2 separate regions of the Sus scrofa genome follow, and region 1 is linked to region 2. A link is a contact called in public promoter capture Hi-C data. All regions are on one chromosome and are shown on one strand. Each heading gives the region's core, a stretch centred on a gene start, on an enhancer-like site or on the middle of the called end of the contact. The rest is flanking DNA. Distances are from core to core; before and after follow the strand shown.

Evidence for each region. Promoter capture Hi-C pulls out the DNA fragments that hold promoters and counts their contacts.
Region 1: a promoter capture Hi-C map of liver shows a contact between it and region 2, with 1.6 times the contacts expected there. The contact joins the promoter of LRRC61 here to the promoter of ZNF862 in region 2. A contact is called at or near these places in 1 of 5 promoter capture datasets (liver) and 1 of 47 Hi-C or Micro-C datasets (liver).

What each region holds. Positions count from the first base shown.
Region 1 is chr18:55,885,094-55,892,395 of Sscrofa11.1, forward strand. It overlaps LRRC61 (leucine-rich repeat-containing protein 61), which reads left to right and starts at 4,565. Exons shown (of 4, transcript XM_021079112.1): 1 at 4,565-4,745; 2 at 6,854-7,023. ZBED6CL (ZBED6 C-terminal-like protein) reads left to right here and starts at 4,567. Exons shown (of 4, transcript XM_021079108.1): 1 at 4,567-4,745; 2 at 6,854-7,023.
Region 2 is chr18:55,838,748-55,845,649 of Sscrofa11.1, forward strand. ZNF862 (zinc finger protein 862) reads left to right here and starts at 4,223. Exons shown (of 9, transcript XM_021079105.1): 1 at 4,223-4,502. SSPO (SCO-spondin) reads left to right here. Exons shown (of 101, transcript XM_021078747.1): 101 at 260-420. The coding sequence ends at 282.

The sequences.
Region 1 (7,302 bases), core at 3,315-5,814, 47 kb after region 2:
TCTAAGTGTAGGGTGTGGATGGACTCCCTGTGCCAAGGGTTCTTTGTACTTTCTCTCCAGCAAGGATCACCCCCCTCACTCATCTTCCCCTGCCAAGTGGTGGGCACATCAGTAGCTCAGCCTCTGACACAGATGCTACATTGAAGCAAAAGATCCCTAAAGAAGGGCAGTGGCCGAGGGCCGTCTACCCTGCACCACCCCTAGTGACAGTGGGAAGTGGCCTGGGAGACCGTCCTGGGCCCTGACGAACTAGCAGGGAACCGGGCAGGTGAGGTTAGCGGAGCTGCACACACACAGGGTGGCCGACAGGGGACAGTGCCGCACCAGGGTTGGAGACCGCCGGCGGCGTGGGGTGGGGGTGGGGGGGCAACGCGCAGACGTGACAGACCGAGGCCTTTAGACAGATCGTGGCCTTTAGGGGGAGCTGGGATGACTTTCCAAGTGGGACCAGAGCCTGGATGAAGTGTCCCTGAAGGATCTGTAACAACAACAGCAAGGTGACGGGTATCTCTCCTGGATGGTTTCCCCCTCGACATCTGGCACATTCCATTCTATAGTAAGGGGGCCCATCAGCCCAGATTCTCAACAGAGAGGAAGAGGTACATTAGAGGAGGCTGCTATTACTGCAGACCGCAGGGGCACCCTTCCCTGCTGAAGCCAGGCCGTTGATGAGATTGGGTTGCTCTGACCAAAAATTGGTTCCTTGACAACATTGGGGATGTGAGGAACAGGGGAGAAATTGAGTGGGGACAGTTGTGATTGCTTTTCAGAATTTCCAAGTCCCTGTGCTGGACGTGACCTTTGTTTATAAACCTTGCGGTTTCCAGGAACGAAGTCCGTTGGCAGCCACCAGAGTTTTGCTTGACTCGGAACCAGGAGAGTGAGGGTAGGTGACCAAAGTCTATGCTAACTCAGCCCACACTCCGTATCATGAACTTGCATGAGAATCACCCAGAACAAACAAACCCAGAGAATGCTGCGACCAAAGCCAGATCTATGAGAACAGAAGCTCCAGGGATGGAGCAAGGATCCCAGACTTGTAATAAGCACTCTGGGTTGCTCTTAGGCAGGCCCACACAGGTCTAGGGACCAGAGTTTTGGAATCCTGCAGTGGTATTTCTCAGCGTGGCCCACCTATCCTCAGATTGCCTGGAACGCTTGAAAATGCAGATGCCTGGGTCCTGCTCCAAACCCTGCTGGATTAGAATGTCAGATAGGACACAAGACTTGGCATTTTATTTTTTTTAATAATCATTTTTTAAATTTTGTAATTATTTTTAAGACTGCTTTTAAAACAAGTGTCTCAAGGGTTCTTGTGCTCACCAGAACTCTCTAGGACAGGAGTTCCCTACCTTGGTATCACTGACGGTTTGCGCTGGATACTTCTTGGTGGGAAGCACTGTCCCCTGCATTGTACCCCTGGCCTCAACCCAGTGGATGCCAGTTGCACCCTTCTCCCTGCTCCCAGTTGTGACTATCATACTTGTCTCCAGCGATTTTGAAATGCTCTGGATCGGGGCAGGGCGGGGGTGGGGTGGGGAGGCGGTGAGTGCTTCCCCCCGATCCCAGTGTTGGGAATCACTACTATAGAATCTCAGCCCCTTGAGTGACTGATCAACTTAATCAGCTTATCAACCCAAATGGTGGCTTGGGAAATCTTGAAGGAAGCTGGTATCCTGAGCACCAGGGTTCTTTGTGTGTCCTTCCCAGCAGGACCTGGGGCTTCTGACCTGGAGACCAGGCCCCAGGGAGGAGGAGGCACCCAAGCTCCGGGGGATTATTGGGTGGCTAAATGGACTCTAATCCCAGCAGAGGCCAGATGAGGGAGGGGGCCCAGCAACCTGGGCTCACCTGCCAGCATCTTCCCTGAAAAGGGTGGGATGGATATGCTTAGAAACCCACATAACCTGCACCTCAGTTCCCTAACCTCAGGATTAAGGGCCATGATGGCAGCAAGGCCTCCCCCACCCCTCACTGCAAAGGTCAGTCTTTCGTTCCTCGACAAAGACCAGGGCCACTGGGCAGGTGATTCTCTGTCCACCTACTGTCTCATATAGCAGGAGCTCGGGGCCCAGAGGCTTGATCCCTCATGGTAGCAGGTGCAAGACAATTGATTGGGCGGACATATTTTTCTCTTTTTTTCTTTCTGTCCTGCTTCCCAGAAGCTGTTCACCTTGGCTGAGCAGCTCAGCCCAGAGCCTTAATCCCTCATGGTAGCAGGTGCAAGACAAGTGATTGGGCAGACATATTTTTCTCTTTTTTTCTTTCTGTCCTGCTTCCCAGAAGCTGTTCACCTTGGCTGAGCAGCTCGGCCCAGAGCCTTAATCCCTCATGGTAGCAGGTGCAAGACAAGTGATTGGGCAGACATATTTTTCTCTTTTTTTCTTTCTGTCCTGCTTCCCAGAAGCTGTTCACCTTGGCTGAGTAGCTCAGCCCAGGCTGGGCTGCCTGGGTTCAAATTCCAGCTCCTCCAATTATTAATTGGGTGAAAGTTATTTAATCTTGCTAAGCTTCAGTTTTACTGCCCTGTTGGTATAATTGTACTAGTGCCTGCCTCATGGGAGCTGTGAGAATGGATTCAAGTGCCTGCCTCGTCAATAATTGTCATCAGTGAGTTCCCTGGTGGTGGCGCAGCAGGTTAGGGATCCACCGTTGTCATTGCGGTGGCTCGGGTCACTGCTGTGGTGCATGTTTGATCCCTGGCCCTGGAACTTCCATATACCATGGTGCAGCCAAATAAATGCTATCGTTACTTTCACATGGTATAAATAAATAAATAAATAAAAGCCACCATTACTTTTACACGGTAACTCTACTTCCATGCTGCCCTCCAGTCTGCCAGTATCTCGGGTTCGTTCACCCTTCCGTGTTCCCATCACAGACACTGCACCAACCCACCTGTGGAGAAGGATGCACCAGGCACCCTGAGTGTTTTGACCTGTGAGATAGGACCTGGGAAATAAGTGCCATGAAAAATACCTGGGGCCTATGTATGTATCTGTATTTCTATGTTTTGTGTCAAATGTCCTTAAAATAATCTATAAATGCCATGTCTTCTCAATAAAAACAGCCATGCTTTTGGGAAGTGGGGGGAGACGATGGGATGGGTGCTAGATTAGATCTGCTGAATCTGAAGTTCTCAGGGAAAATCAACATGTAAGAAATAACCAGGAAATTTCTGAAAAAGAGTATTGACAGGGACACTAGCCCACCCAGGTTTTTTAAAATATTATGGAATCATAATATGAAAGGCTACAGAAATGAAAGCGATGGTGCCAACACATGAATAAACACAAATCAATGGAAGAAGAGTCCGGAAAGAAAACCAAGTTGACAAATATGGCACCCCAAATCCATGAGGAAGAGATAAATAAAGGCAATGAACAGTGCTGGGACCTCTCCCAGCAGCAACAAAGTAAATGCCAGATGGGTCAGAGATTTAACAAATGCAAACTATACATGTACCAGAAAACAGGGGGATTTGTAAAAATTATCTTGTAATGGGGGAGGTCTAACTAAGAGGGTGATAAAAATAAATCCAGCAGTGATGAAAACAAAGTTTGATAAAAGGCAAAAAGAAAGAAGATTAAGTGACAAACAGGATAAACAATTTGCAACTCATGACACAGACAGGAAAATGACAAAGGAGACAAGCAGGTAATTCAAAAAAGAAGCGCTAGAAATGACTTGCAGGAGTTCCCTGGCGGCACAGTGGGTTAAGGATCCAGCATTGTCGCTGGTGTGGGTCGGTTTGCTGCTGTGACCGGGGTTTAATCCCTGGTCCAGGAACTTTCCACATGCCATGAGCGCGGCCAGATTAAAAAAAAAGAAAAAAAAGAAAATGACTTTTGAGCACAGATCAAAACTGATAATAGACGAGAGTAGCCACGTCTGTTAGTAGCCATAGTCAATATCCCAGCATTTTCCCTAGGAGACACCCCGGATGGTTGTCATGAAATGCTGGGTGAACCTTCAAGGCGGTTAAAGACTCCGACACGTGGCGCAGCGGTTAACGAATCCGACTAGGAACCATGAGGTTGCGGGTTCGACCCCTGCACTTGCTCAGTGGGTTAACGATCCGGAGTTGCCGTGAGCTGTGATGTAGGTTGCAGACGCGGCTCGGATCCCGCGTTGCTGTGGCTCTGGCGTAGGCCGGTGGCTACAGCTCCGATTCAACTCCTAGCCTGGGAACCTCCATATGCCGCGGGAGCGGCCCAAGAAATGGCAACAACAACAACAACAACAAAAAAGACAAAAAGACAAAAAAAAAAAAGACTCCGACACATGGATCATTATCGTTACTGTGGTCCCTTCCATCCGCATGCGCGCACTAGTCCCAGGTGCACTCGGGCCAAGTCCCGCGGCACAGAGAGCCCAGGGTGGAAGAGGCGTTGGGGAGCGACCAGCGGAGGAGGAAGGTTAAACTAGCTCACCGTAGGCCCACAGCCCCTACGATTCTCCCCAAGCCAAACCGCTAAGCCGACACTATTAAAACTAGTGCGAAAGCATCTCGCGCGAACTGAGAGAGGCGCGCAGCTTCCGGGGGAGGAGGCCACGTGACACCGCCTCTTCCGGCCGCGGACGCCTGCGCACTGGGTGCTGCCCGCCGGCTAGAGAAACATACCAACCGCTGGACGGAGGGGGACGCGGCGCCTCGTCGGGCTGTCGCTCCCGGAAGGACCCCTTGCGCCCCGGAACTTGGACTGCTCTCCGCCCAGGCTCTGTGGGGCCCTTGGTGCCTCCTGGTAGGTCCCGCTGAGGTGCGGGGGTGGGAGCGGGCGGCAGGAGGCGGCTCCTTCCTACCCGCCACCGAGGCGCGGTCGGCTGCGGTGGGAGCCTTGAGGTCTCCCCGGCTCGAAGTAAGCCGGGGTGGGGCGTTGTGGTTTCACTTCACAGACCTGGCCCGGGAGGGTGGCGGGCGGCGGAGGCGGCTTGCCCTGAGCTGTCCAGGTGTTCCCCCTCCTAGCCTAGAGCCCCGCGCCTGAAACCACAGGTGAGGCCAGAACCTGCTGGACAGCGATTCATACCCATCACTCTGTGGCAAGAACTACCCTCAGACACTGTTAATATGCGTGCATTAACTCCCCTAATCCTCCTCAAGCCGGTGAGGTGGGTGCCGTTATCTCTGTTGTATAAACGGGAAAACCGAGACACTAGGGCACGATCACAGCTGGTGGGTAGCAGCCGGATTTAAACTCACATAGACTGGCTCCGGATTTCAGGCTCTCAGTCCATTATGGGGAGCACCTCGCAGAAAAGAGCGAAGGGTTCCGCTGGGGTGTAGTTTAAAATGTCTCATGTCACTTTTGCATAATGTGAAATCTAATGTTACCTGATTATTCAAAAACATCTCCCTTAGGATTTGCAAATATCCAAATTTGCATGTGTAGTGATTCTCTCTACTCCCTTCCTTCCACTCACTGCTGTCCTTGCATCCTTTTCCTCAGCACCTTCCTTCTCTCCATGGGGGCAGGGACAGGGGACTTGAGAAGCCCAGGTCTTGAGGGCCCATTAAGGACTTTGAAGTCCCCTGGGATCTGAGAGGTAGACAGACACTTCCCCCGCCTTCCCAGGGCTGAGAGACAAGGGGGCTGGTAGACCTGGGCAGAGTGAAAACTCCAGAGAAAGGTCTGGCATAGTTCTGGAATGCCCAGGGTGGGCTGAGCTCCGCATGGGGCCCTGGGGGTGAGGCAGGCCCAAGAGAACTAGAAAAGTGACCCCTTCGCTTCTGGACATGTGCTTGGGAAAAGGCCTGGCAGAAGTAGTTTGAAGGAAATCTAATCTGTGGAGCCACAGCAGTGCTGAGGGCCCCCCCCCCCCGTATCAGGCTCAGCCAGCAAGTTGCTGCCTCTCCTTGCTCCGCCTTGGGAATCTGTAGGCTCCTGGACGTAACTGCCTTGGGCCCACCCCCTGCCCACACTCAAGGACTTGCTTGCCACTGTGGCTGTTGTCCTCCTTTGCTTTATCAGAAAGAAAGAAAAAAAAGATTCTTCTTCTTTTCCAAGGATGAGCCCCCCCCCCCGCCTCGTGCCCTGGGTCCTCTCTCTAGGAAGCTCCTGCCATCAGTCCTCCCTCTCGGCCCACTGCACCTTTTCTCCGTGTTGAGACCGAGCCAAGCCTGTTCCCTCCTGTCCCACAGTGTGACCCTTTGCCATCACAGGTGTCCAAACCCCCTGCTTCTTGTCGCGTAGCTCCTGCTTCCATCTGCATCATCCGCTGAAGTAGGGTTGTCTGTCCTTCCTGATGAGCCTTCCCTTGGCTTCCCCAACATGGCCTGAGTCTTTCTGGGTCCCTGTCCTCTGCCTGTCAGCCATCCGTGGAGTCTGCCTGTCCTCTGTCCTCCCCACAGCAGCCGTGCTGTCTGGACACCACGCTCCACTCTCTTCTCCCTCAGGCGGGTGCCCTCAGTTTCTCTGGAAACGTTCACAGGGATCTATATCTTTAGCTCAGACTTCTGTCCCCTGCCTCTGTCTGTACCTGTCACACCTACTCCTGAAGATTTGTTCCAGAATAACCTCAAAATCGCTGTCTCTGAAACGAACATGCTAGGTGGGAGCCCGTCTGGAGCCCTTCTCCACGGCGCAGCCCCAGCACCATCTGCCTCCTGCACAGCTCTCCAGACTGCCCGGTCCCACGGCCTGGCTGGCTGTCCCTCCTCACCATCTACTGCCCAGGCTGTGTCTGCCTCGTGTGGCTCCACTGTGGCTCCAGGGGTGCAGCCCCAGTGTCTCTGCCTTGTCATTGTCCTCAAAGGTGTGTGTCATCTGTTAAAGAGATGTCACAAACAGTTTCTTACTAATAACCAAAGTCCTGGAGTTTGTGGCTGATTTTCTTGTTAAATTTTACATTTTAGATTCCAGTACATCCAGGGCTGACTCTGCACCGTGTCCACCTCGCTGTCATCCTGATGTGCATCAGTGAAGAGGAAGGGGGGACCTTACTGTGGGAGCCAGGAATTGCCCGAGATTCCAGGCATGCCTGGGGACCTTTCAGGAGCTAAGGTTCCTGAAGCAGCAGCCTGAGGTAAGGGGCCCTTATGACAGTCTAAACTCTGTGCCATAGACAAGATTTGCCTCCAGGTCTGCCTGAGGCCTGGCTCCATGGCACTTGCCCTGCTGGCCTTGCCCTGGTGCCAGCAGCCATTTCCAAGTTGTCTTACCCTAAGCCCTGTGTGCCAGCCAGGCAGTTACTGTCCTGTGTTTGTACCTTTAGGGCACAGTGATGGCTCGTGGTAGGTATTTGATGAATTTTTGTTATATGGTCAGTTGGATCAAGTGTCCCTGTAGGATGTGGACAGGCCGG
Region 2 (6,902 bases), core at 2,973-5,472:
TTGGGAGGGCCTGCCGAGAGCCTGCGTGTGAAGTGCCTGGTTCTTGTTAAACACGTGGGCTGTGATAACCCGAGGCCACCCGAGTGGCAGGACAGAGAGAAACCGCGGCGCCGATACTGCGGGAGCGGGGCAAGCGTTCCTCCTCGGCTCTGGGCTTCTTCCTGGAAGCTCTTCCTCCCCCTTCGGCCACCTCGCTCTGCTTCCAGGCCTGACTGCTCGCCTTTTTCACGCGCCCACCTCCCTCTCATTTGTCCTCCAGGAGGTGATTTCTCAAAGCGCTGACGGCTCCGCTGGGAGAAGCCCCGCCGCCTCTCTTGGGGTCCCTGGGCTCAGCAGCACGAACCCCTCCTCCTCTCATGCCCACCCATCCCCTCCCCGTCCTGGCTGTGGTGTATCCCAAATAAAGCGACCTTGGCAGCAGGCCTGCGTGCAGTCGGATCCTTGGGCCCAGAGGGGAAGAGGGGAAGGGGGGACTGCGAGCTCTGGCCTGGACCTGCACAAGGGATGTCTCCTGGGGAACCGCTGTGAACCCGTCAGACCAGTGACCGCCGGCAAGTCACTTCACATATCTGGGCCTCGGATTCCTCATCTGGAGCGTGTTGAATGTGAAGTCTGAAGAGCTCTGGTGTGAGACATCTCCAGGGCCCAGCTGATTTCAGTGCAGCCATGGTGGGCATTTCCACGCAAGACACACTCATCTCACGCGGATGGCTGCTTCTCCTCCTCCTTTTAAAGGGCTTTACTGGAGTTCTCTTGTGGCAGAGTGGGTTAAGAATCCTGCGTTGTCACTGTAGTGGCTTGGGTCACTGCCGTGGCAAGGGTTCGATCCCTGGCCCGGGAACTTCCATATGCCAAGGGTGCAGCCAGAAATGAAAATAAAAACAAACAGACCAAAGAGTAAACGGTTTTTTTGAGGTATAATTTATATCCTTGGAAATTCACCCATCTTGAGTTTACACTTCAGTGACTTTTATAGTGGTGTGCTTTACAACGTTGCACAGATATCGCCAGGATCAAGTTTTACAACATTTCCATCATTTCAAGCCCATTTACAATCAGTCCCTCCCACCTCCAGACCCAGGCAGCCACTAAACTGCTTTCTACCTCAATAGATTTATCTTTTCTGGACATGTCATATAAATGTCTGGCTTATTTGGGTCAGCATGATAATTTTGAGATTCATCTGTCAACAAAAATAATGCGCGAGGCTGCCTTTGGGGTCTTAAGAATGGCAACGCAGGAGACACAGGTAACCCTGAAGGAGTGTGCCGAGGAAGAGAAAGAGATGAGGGCTTATGAAGACAAAGAGCCATGGGGTCCTAAAAGTTGGTTGGAGAGACTTGAGAGTGACTCTGATGTGAGTTAGAAAATATTTGTAAAGAATCAGTTGTTTTAGAGAAGAGTTCTGTTGAATGAAGAAAACCATACAACCTAAAAGCTATGAGTTACATTGTATTTGAGGGCCTTACTAAGGACTATTGCCCAGGAGACAGCCTCTAAGACAGCTCTGAGGAACTGTTCCAAAGGGGTAGTGGAGAAGTAGTGGAGAAGCAAGGATGGATAGGCGTTTTTGGGGGGGGGGAAGCACATGAGGGTCAACATCCAAAGATTACAGAGGGGAGTTCCCTGGTGGCACAGTGGGTGAAGGGTCCAGTGTTGTCACTCCTGCGGCAAAGTTTTGATCCCTGGTCCTGGAACTTCCACCTCCTGCAGGTGTGGCAAAAAAAAAAAAAAAAAAAAAAAAAGATTACAGATAATCACAAAAAACAGACAGACACTTCAAGTTGATGATTTTAAGGCTTTTCTATGCCAGAGTCTGTGCTCACTGAAATTATTCCTTAGATAGTATCTTAACCATCTAGGGCCAGTATCCTGTTTTTCTCCATCCTGAAGTCCCCTCTTGGTGCATCATCAGGGTGTGGCTACAGGGGCTGATGACATGATGGCAGCCAACATTCCTTGTTTACAGAAATGGCAGGCAATGTTGTTTTGTCCACAGGTCCAAGAAGTAAATAAATTATCATAAGTTTTTTTAGGCTAAGGGTCTGATAAGTATCTTAGGTTTCTGGCAGGTGTTCCGGACAACTTCATCAGGTCATAAGGTCAGATTCTATCTGGGCTGAGACCTGCATAAGTCACACTTCCTTAATGGCCTCCTGGCTGTAGAGAGCTCTCTTAGCAATACTGACTCCATTTTGATTTTCCTTTCACCCATCCATATTATCCATATATCAGCAGCTTGTTCCTTTTTATTGCTGAAGAGTGATTCACATTTTGTCTACCCATTCACCAACTGATGAACATTTGAGTACTTGTTTTTCTGTCTATTATGAATAAAGCTGCTACGAACATTTCTATACAAGTCCTTGAGTGGTCATGTTTTCATTTCTCTTGGGAACATGCCTAGGAATGGAAACAGCTGGGTCCTATGGTAAGTTTATGTTTAATTTTTTAAGAAGCTTTCAAACTGTTCCCCAAAGTGGCTGCACCATTTTATAGCTCCCTCACCTCACCCCCACCCACAAAGAACCAGGGTTCTTTTCTCCGCACCCTGTCCCTCACTTGTTATTTTTTTAACAGCCATTCAGTGGGTATGGAGTGGTGTCTCACTGCAGTTTTGCTTTGTATTTCCTTAATGACTAATGATGCTGAGCATTTTTTTTTTCATGTGCTGTGCTGATTTGCTGTTGTAGATCTTCTTTTCAAGCTGCTTCTTCTTTCTGCCCCAGGGCTTTTCTGACCACAGACACTGTCCACTTGACCTTTGCACTAATACAGCTTGAAGTATAAGTGTGAGGATGGAATGTGGTTAATGCCTCTTGGGGTGACCCTCAACTCCTGGGGATGGGAGTGGCAGATGAATGCTTGGTTCCCCACTGTTCAGACAGACTATTACGCGGGGCATTCTGTATGATTCTCAGACGCGGAAAGAAGCCCGCCCCAAATGCCCACAGCAGTGACCTCTAAAACACACCCTTCCATCAGGTTTTCCTTCTCCCTGCTTCACTCTCTCAAGTCCCAAGGTCTGCTCTCCGGGGTCACTTTTCAGGACTGAGTCCTTGTCTCCAGCTCTGCTTCCAGGATGGAGTGGAGAGGGAAGAAGCACGGCTGGATGCTTCCACCCCAATGCCCAGTGACCTTGTGTATTACTTTTTGCTCCTTCATATTCCTCAGACCGCCCCACAAGTGAGAGTCCCATCCAGCTACAATTACTAGCAAAGAGGAGAGGGCCCATGGGAGAGATGAAAAGAGGCTCTTTAGTTGATAAAGTGGGACACAGGAAGGGATGTTCTGGCAGGAGCAATGAGAACTTGAATTGTTCTGGGTGAGGCCCTAGGTGGGACCCCTATCATGCCACACCTATCAGTACACACAAAGAGGCCATGCCAACACACAGGGAGCCAGTGGCCAACTACAAGCCAGGAAGAGGGGTCTCACTAGAAACCAACCATGTTGGCATGATGACCTGACTTCTAGTCTCCGGAACTGTGAGAAAGTAAATTTCTCTTTATTTATTTTTTATTTTTTTATTTTTTTGTCTTTTTTTTTTTTTTTTTTTTTGCTATTTCTTGGGCCGCTCCCGCGGCATATGGAGGTTCCCAGGCTAGGGGTCCAATCGGAGCTGTAGTCTCCGGCCTACGCCAGAGCCACAGCAACGCGGGAGCCGAGCCGCGTCTGCAACCTACACCACAGCTCACGGCAACGCCGGATCCTTAACCCACTGAGCAGGGCAGGGACCGAACCTGCAACCTCATGGTTCCTAGTCGGATTCGTTAACCACTGCGCCACGACGGGAACTCCCTCTTTATTTTGAAGTTATGTTTCTGATCTGTTTTCCCCATAGACTATGAAATCCTTGAAGGCAAAGGTTGCGTTTCATTCAACTGCATATTCCCAAATCTTGCACAGCCTCTGGCACATGGTAGGCAACCAGCGATGCTTTTTGAATGAATGTAAGGCAAGGCATTTCCCTCCTTGATTATATAAAGTCTGGATCTTCAAGGTTGAGATTGGCCCCAAAAGTGCAAAGGACAAACCCAATCAGGGTACTTTGCCCTGACTGCAGGGCCTGGGAGAGCGTTTCCTAGTAACCGTCTCAGAAAGACAGTGAGCGGTTCCGCGTCCAATCAGGTCCCCGTAGGTCCGGAGCCAATAGCAGCTTTGAGAGCCCCTTACCAAGCCTGGACTGCTCTTCCCATGATGCCCTGCCGCCTCCGCTAGGTGGCTGCCGTAAAGCCGCTCGCTCAGCGCGACGCAAGTGCCCGCTGCGCGCCTCTCTGGGCTAAGCCAGCGCCACGGCACCCCCCGGACGCGGGACAGGGTTCCGGGCTGCGCTCCTCTCCCGCCAGGGCATCCTCCCCTCCGGGGGCCCCAGTCCCCAAGGTGGACCCGGCGGTGGCATCCTCAGACCGGGCCGCGGGGGGAGGGGCGGCCTGGAGACAGTGGCGGGGTCAGCACCGGCCACGGAAAGCGGGGCCATGGAGCCCAGAGAGTCGGGGAAGGTAGGCCTGGAAGGGCCCTGGGACCGCCCGCCTCCCCCCCGTAGATCCCTGATCTGGCCTCCGGTGAAGCGGGCGGTACGGGCGGCGTCTTCGCAGATGAGCCAGCCTTGCAGGGAAGGACTCGCCCGCTCGCTCGCCCGCCGCTTCCTCTGCAGTCTGGAGGCCGCCTCGGGGCGAGTCCCCGGGGCCTTCCACCCGCTCCCTCCGCGGCTGCTCTCTGCCGAGTGGCCGCTCTTTTGATGCTGGGTGGGTGACCTGCTCAGTATAGTGATACGAAAGTGCGCTTTCTGTATTCCCATGCCACCGTCGCTTTTGCAGAGGGCCAGTGTGTTTTAAGGCTTTGAGGCTGGATAAGACCCCACTGGGAGCCAGGGGTAGGGATCAGCGAGAGGCAGAGTGAGGGCGTGGCCTTGCCTAGACCCCCTTCCCAAGAAAGGGCTGAGAAGAAAACGGCAAGGCGCCTGCCGTATTTCTTGCGGATTGTTTCTAGCTTATCTGTTTCGTGGAGTATCTGATTATCGTTTAGAAGCATTCCATAAACTCGCTTCAGCCTTTGGGCAGGAAGCTGCGAGTTGGAAGAAACGGAGTGGAAAAGTGCTTGAAGGTAGAGTTAGTGGGTTTGGCAGGATTGTCAGAGCTTGGAGTCAGTGTCGGCAAAGACCAGTGTGGTTGCAGTCACTTGACTTGGTGACAGTGGCAGCCTTTTGGGACTAAGATCTTTCTGGATGTTTTTTACTGCCAGTTCTTGAGGATTGTTTCTTTGGCACAAAGGGAATGTCCTGAACAAACATCTTTGAGTGTGTATTGAGTCTCTCCTTAAAAAAAAAAAAAAAATTATCTTAATAAACATTTGCGATCAGTGATTTCAGTTGATGGTGATGCTGGAAATACAAGGATAAATATGAAATGACCAGTTTCCTCCAGGAGCCCTCCTGCAATTTTCCCTTCAATAACTTGGATAAGCCTGGAATTGTCCCACAGACAAAAGAAAGAAAGGGTAATGAGGTTAATGTGATGCTATAGTTTTTCCTGAAAGGACCAGGAGGATTCTGAATTACAAAAGAAGTTCTTGCTTAAGAATCTCTTTTCCGTATTCCCTCCTTCCCACAAGCCACAGTGATGCGTTTTCCAGATGAAACAACCTACAGAGTAAAGAGTCCAAGACAATAAAGCTCAGCAGAAGCTAACTAAAGATTGAAGGTGACTGTGTGCCAGCCTCATGTTAAGCCCTTTAGGGGATACTAAAAGAGTAAAGGAAATGGCCCTTACCCTCAGGTAATGTCCTCAGATTACTTTAGACTACCTGATTTTGGACAGAGTGAGAGCAAGATGTAGTGGGGAAGAAGGGTTCTAAGCAGTTGGCATCAAAAATTGGAATTAGTGGGAATTCCCTGGTGGTCTAGTGGTTAGGATTTCAGCTCTTGCATTGCTGTGGCCGGGGTTCGATCCCCCGTTTGAGAACTGAGGTCCCACATCAAGCCACCTCACGCTGTGAGTGGGGGGGAGAAGGAATTAATGTAGTTTCCACTGTGGCATGGGATGTGGTGGTGTCTCTGCAGAACCAGGATGCAGGTTGGATGCCCAGCCCACCACAGTGGGTTAAAGGATCCTTTGTTGCTGTAGCTGCTATAGGTAGAAACTGCAGCTCAGATCTGATCCCTGGCTTAGGAACTCCATGTGCTACGGGGCAGCTCCCCCCGCCCCCCAAAAAAGGAATTTGTGATTGGAGGTTGATCTCAAGCTATTCTGTTCATTTGGAGGCTTTCTTAGCCTTTAATGGGAGAAGAGAGAAATACAAATATTTTGGGAGGTAGAGGAGAAATTTGATGTCCTTTTTAAGTGTAGCCACTAATTGCAAACCCTGGAGACTGGAAATTTCACTTGTGATTCTAATCTTAATTGCAGGTGCATCAGTTTTCTAATGGAGGGAATGAGAATGTTATCTACAGATGAAATAAAGTGATTGCAAAACAAACTAGCAGTGTAAGATGTATTGCAAAAGAGTGACATTAACTAAACCCTGAGGGGAATACTGTGCTATTTTAAAGTTCCATTCTGAATATCACTTTTTCTGACTCAAAGCTGGGACACTAGGAGTCCACTTGAGGTAGTAGCCTGATCTATTATTAGGATCTTCCTTTGATGCTATTTTGTGGTATCTGTTAACCTGTTGGATTGAGTGTGAGGTATCTTGCCTGTCATTGGCAGAGTAATGGATGGAGGTCAAAGACTTTTCCCCATCGCTCAATCCCATTATTCTGTTTTATTTTCTTACAGTCCTTACCACTATATAAAATTCTCACATTTATTTATTTGTTTACATGTTTGCTGATTTCACTCCCGGGCTGCATCCCCAGGTAGAATAATGGAGCAGTATCTGGCACTTAATAGGTTCTCAGA